Linked DNA regions of Anas platyrhynchos: region 2 is linked to region 1. The links are chromatin contacts, called in public Hi-C maps. All regions are on one chromosome and are shown on one strand. Each heading gives the region's core, a stretch centred on a gene start, on an enhancer-like site or on the middle of the called end of the contact. The rest is flanking DNA. Distances are from core to core; before and after follow the strand shown. Region 1 holds the start of PLXNB2 (plexin B2). Region 2 has its middle 61 kb from the start of PLXNB2.

Region 1 (2,790 bases), core at 187-2,686:
TCCTTCCCATCTCCCTCCTCTTCAGATCCCCTTTCCTTCTTCCAGCAAATGAAGAGGTACGGGGGGGGGGGGAGGGGGAGGGCATGCAGATCTGAGACACTCCACAACGATGCTAGAGTTGGTCTTCCTCATCTTGTGGCGACTCAGCCCGCTCACGTATGGAGCAGGCAAGAGGCAAACAGGCAGGGACGAGACCTGCTGGAGCTTTTCAGGAAGAGGGGATGGGACCCAGCCAGCCCACACAACACCACAATGGTCCCACCCCGCTGCAAACACCGTGGCTGCACTTTGCACAGTTGTGGCCGAGCGCCAGTTTAATATCTCCTCCAACAGCCTGCCACTTCCTACTCCTGCACAGGTTTTGGAGCTGGTTTTTATTTATTTCCTATTTGTTACTGCTCCGAGATCCAGTGACAGTTTCTCAGCAGCTTCCCAGGTGCCATTTGAGAAGCACGGCTCTGACCAGCCCTCTCCTGTTATTTCAGCAAGAAGCCCAATGCACGCAGCATTTAATGAAGCTGCACTCAAAGTGCCAACAGCAGCTAATTAACTGCTCCTTGCAACGTTGCCTGTCCACGTTTGACTGATGGAAAGTCACCTACCAAGCCTAAACAACTTGCCTAAAGCTTACGTGAGCCATTCTGCTAATCCATCCCTCTTTTTAATAGATCATCTCTATGTTATAGGGATATATAGTCAAGGCAAATTTGGTGTCTGGGCGCAGGGAAGCCCCTGATGCTGCAGGAATGCGACTCCCTGTTTGTGCACAAGGAGCGGGCTCCCGTTTGGGTGTTTCTGGGGGAGGAAGGGAGAAATTTGGGGTTTTGGTGGAGAGCCCCAGAGGGGGAAGAGACAGACCTTCAGAAAGCGCGACCGCGCACAGATTGACCAGAGAGGGGTAAACCCCGAAGTACTCTAAGTTCACTCCAGATGTTGCCGGGGGTGGTGGGGACATATTTTGGGCCCCACAACGACAGGAGCGCTCGGGAGAGGGGAACCCCGAGCCCCACAGCAGCTGCATCCCCGCTGAGGGGACGAGGGGTGGCGATCTTCCCCTTCCCGACCCCTTCGGGGGGTGCTTCCTCGACCCCCCCCGGGGCCGTGCCGGGCATCCCCGGGCCTCCAGGCTGGGCACAGCCGGGGTCTCCCCCGCTCTCCGATCCCGGCCAGCGATTCCCAAGGGCAGCCCGCGGCTCGCATCCCGGGGGCTGGAGCGGAGCCCCCGGCCCGACCCCGGTTCCCCCGTGAGGGGAGCCCCCTGGGCTCTGCCTGGCTGGCGGGCAACACAATACAGAGCCGGGGAAGAGAAAGGGAGAGAGAAAGTGCGGCTGGTTCCTCCGCCCGGCCCTCTGCCTGCTGCTCCCGGCAGGAGACAGCGCTGCAAGCGGATCCTGACCGGGGGCAGGGGGTGGAGAGAGCAGGAGGAGGAGGAGGAGGAGGAGGAGGACGGAGGGAGGGAGGGAGGGAAAGAGGGAGGGACGGGAGCCTCTCTCCTTTCCTGGGCTGTTCCTTTTCAGTTTCCTGTCTCGCATTGTGCTCACAGCGGATATGTGCTGCGCCTACAGGTGTGTCCCCTCCTCGCAGCTTTTCTCCGGCTCCCCGGCGTAGGCTCCGGCTGGCGGATCGGCAGCGCCATGTGACGGCCGCTCGATCCCTCTCGGGGCTCTTTCTCTCCTCTTTCCCTGCCTCCCCTCCTTCCTCTCCCCGAGGTGGGGCCCGCGGGGAGCAGCGGGCGGCCGCCGGGGGCTGCCGTAGCGCCTCCGCCCAGCCCCGGGCTGCGGGCAGCCGGCCGCTCGGGCAGCTCCGGGGCTCCGCGGGGCTCCCCCCTGCCTGCACCTGTTGAAGGTAACGCAGCCCCTTCCCCTGCCCTGGGGGTAGCGGGGGGCGAGCTCCTCCTCCTTCTCCCCTTCTCCCCGGGATCGCGGGGTATCGGGCAGGGCGGAGGGACCGGCACGGTACGGCACGGCTCGGCACGGCACGGGGGGGTTGCGCTGCTCCTCGCCCCCCGGCTGGCTTCGCTTTCGGGGCTCCGCACTTTGAGCGCGGTCCTTGCAGGGGCCGCGGCGCCCCCCGAGCCCCCGCAGCTCGGCCCCGGTTCCCCCGCTCCGGGCGCGGCCAGCGCTGGCCCCGCTCCCCGCCGGCTCCGAGCTGTTTGGGGTTTTTCCTCCCGTCTCTTCGCTCAGGCAGCTTTAAACTTTTCTTTCCGAGCTGTTAATTACATACGGGGTGCTTCGCTCGCGTTCCGTGCGGGAGAATGGAAATGCGAGCTTGGAACATGGGTGACTCAAAGCTTAGTTATTCGGCACCGCTGAACACCTCTGCCTTCCTTTTTTTTTTTTTTTTATTTTTTTTCCGTGTCGCGATGGGCTGTACCTGTGACTTGCGGCTGTCTCCCCACGGGAGGCTGGCGCAGCCTCGGCGCCACCCGGGGAGGGGAGGGAGCGGCCCCGGTTCGGGTCCTTTTGGGGTTAGCCGGCTGCTGGGGTGAACGCAGAGCGAGCTGCAAGTTTCTTGAGGCTCTGAAATCTCGTGGAAATCTCTTTGTTGTCGGTGAGTTGCGAGGCTGCGGTCCTGTCCCTACCGCCATCCAAAGAAAAACTTGCTCGTGGGGGAACTTGGTGCTTTTGTAGCTAACGCTGTTACCTTGAATGTGATGATTAACTTAGTGAACACCAGAGGGAACTCTCAATAGGTAATTCATTCAAGAGTGATATGTGCTTGTCCTACTATTTATGTTCTCATTACAATGGAATCTAGAAGGAAGCTAGGGTCGGTAGGCAGTGGGCTGCC
Region 2 (2,790 bases), core at 137-2,636, 61 kb before region 1:
AAGGACGTGTAGTAGCTGTAGTTTTAATATATGTACTCAAGATGGCAGTATGAAAGCAGGAAACAAATGCTTCTGTAGGGACTTCCCAAAGCTGTTTTGGATTTTCCCTGTTCTTGATTCTGTTGTGTTCTTAATAAGTCTGAACAGTTTAAACCACATAAAAATCCAAATTTTCTCATGTATGGCAATGAGAAACACCCAGAGAACAAATATTCAAGACAGGTTAGAAATCATTAAAACATGCAATATTAACAATAGAGTATTGACAGAGTAATGCACTTTTTGACAGAAATTCATTGACAGAATAAACAGTTTCAAAACACCAAATCATAAAAATAATAGCATTCGACTAAATCTTGGTGAACTCCTAGTGAAGACTAAAGCTTCTATGAATGTAACTGCAATGGGTTCTTCTACCATCAAAATGACAGCTATGATATTTAAAGCAAAATCTTGGTTCTCATTCTGAGTGGCAGCTTTTTTTCCTGTATTTTAATCTATTACCCATCACAGATGTCCCCCTTCTATCCTTTTGCCTCTCTGCCTTGTATCTCCTTCATGCATGCATACACGTACGTCCTTCTGTCAATGCACGTGCAATATCTCATGTAATTGTTTTTGTCCCTAATAAATGTCTGATGTGTTTAACTACAAACCAACATAATGTATCCTTTGTCTATAGAGCTGAAAATAATTTGATTTTTGTCTCATGGAGCAATAGAGTTTGATGCTGAGAAGCTTTAATACTATTAAATTCAGATTATGTTTGAACGTTTGTGTCAGGTATCAATTGGGAAGTTATTTTATGGTGTTTTATAATACAGAAGTAATGATTGTATAATAGGCTCTAAACAAAGGTAAAACAAAAGTTCACAGTAAATTGGTGACCAACACTGGGAAATACTAATATGGTGAGAAGATATCCATCTGGAGCCAAACAAATTCTTACAAAGAACTTCCCAAAAGAAATTCCTATAAAAACACAGTATTTCCACACAACTAGAAAATGAGGTGTGTTAACTTTTTGTGACAATGTAGCAATATTAAAGTAGCAATGTGTAAATACTCCAGGCCTCATTTATATCTCTAAATCTTCCATCAGCATGTTTCCCTTGACTGCAAACTAAAACAATGTGTGAGAGAGGGAGAAAGATGTCTGGTATTACAGGTTATGCTAAACCATATTTCAGCCTTTCTGCCTAATAAGAGGCCTTTTTGTTATGTTTAGAGAGGAGTGTGGTGACTGAGAGATGACTACGGGCAGCCAATGGATATGAGAAGTGAAAAAAAAAAAAAAAAAACTTGGCTCAAATTCTACTATAAGTTCCTGGTGCGTGACTGGAAGAAGCAGTTGAATCATTACCTTGTCTTTGCATGTGGCTGGAAAATACCATGGTGGTGTGAATCATCACTGTCCTGTAACTTCTCTTTCTTACCGTAAACACACAGTGTCTGGAAAAGTACTGTAGAACAAATGTTACTCTTTTGTAATTCTGGTTTAGGAAGAGATGCAACTAACAAACATCAAGATGGTTAGTCCTCTGTTTGCATCTCTGGAGCTTGGGTAAGCCTTTGTACAGAAATCCTCTTGAGAGCTAAGCATTGATGTCAGAGCCAAGATTTCCAAAAACTGGGTTTGCCTGCGTGTTACTTGCCTGCATATCATCTGTTAGGAGATTAGCACATGAGAGTGTACCTTTCCCCTTAAAAATGGATGTCTCCTAAGTTGGTCTAAAGGAGAGCTCTTAGAAAGGGAGTAAATGAAGCAGAGTTTGCTATATTACTAAAGTCTTAGAAAGCATGAAGATAGAATAATATTCTGGATTTTGACAGCAATTTCAAGTTTAAAACTGTCTCCAGTTTGACAAAGTAGGGTATACCAAACAAGTCACCATAGGAAATGCCCGGAGTCTGGGTCAGTGTTTTTGTTTCTCATGAAATAGGAGAATGATCTGCAAAACCCACATCATCTACCATCATTTATCAATGGGGATACACTATGGTAATCTTTACTCCTTATTAATAGAAGTTATGGGAAAGAGAGGGAGATGTTTGTAGACTTACTTGGGTTTCTTACTCCTAGTCTGCAGCAGCACTTCCAAAGAGTTATATGTAGCCATCTGGTTACCATCTGGGGCTTATCAAACAGCATGGGACATTTCCAAGTAGTTATGCTGCCAAAAAACTGAGCATCCACAGCTTGTGTATAAGAGTACCTGAAGGAAATATGCCTACTATATAATGGAAGCCATGCGTAATGAGCATATGATCCACTCTGGCTCTTTGTGTAATACTTTCTTTGAGTATTTGAGGCCAAATTCATTTAGGTGACAGTAGACATAACTCTTCTGACTTATTTCAGACTGAGTCTGGCCTTTGCTTTCTGAGCTATAATCATGCTAGCTGAAATTGCACTTTCTGGCATCAGTAAGGTAAAGCTACTTTTGTAGGACTCAGTAAATACCAAGGGTTTAAACCTCAGTTGAAGGCAGCTATACAGGGTGAGCATGGCTTCATGGATGTTCTACCAAAAGAACAATGTACCTTGCAACTCCTCTATGTCTTTGATCTGCAGCAGTGCCTACTCCTTGGGCATATTTGGATCTGTAGAACAGCCAGAGGAGAGTTACAACCCTAAAATCCATTTCCTAGACATCTGAATACAGCAGGAGTGCAGTAAGCCCATCATGACCACCTGAGTTTACAGACAAAAGAATGATTGCATCCCTTTGCATCTGCCATGCTTGGGCAATGGGTCATCTCTTCAGATGTAACAGAAAGTAAAAATCT

The links. Hi-C and Micro-C count contacts between places; a contact is called where the count stands out from the background.
Region 2: a contact with region 1 is called in a Hi-C map of liver, with 2.6 times the contacts expected there. The contact joins the enhancer-like site here to the promoter of PLXNB2 in region 1. A contact is called at or near these places in 2 of 8 Hi-C or Micro-C datasets (liver and skeletal muscle).

Annotation. Positions count from the first base shown.
Region 1 is chr1:21,703,756-21,706,545 of IASCAAS_PekinDuck_T2T, reverse strand. PLXNB2 (plexin B2) reads left to right here and starts at 1,436. Exons shown (of 38, transcript XM_038173392.2): 1 at 1,436-1,565.
Region 2 is chr1:21,764,332-21,767,121 of IASCAAS_PekinDuck_T2T, reverse strand. No RefSeq gene overlaps it. Among named protein-coding and RNA genes, the nearest start is that of PLXNB2, 61 kb to the right of the region's middle. Within about 2 kb of position 1,386, at least 2 of the 8 cell types and tissues checked have an H3K27ac peak or open chromatin away from gene starts, as enhancers often do.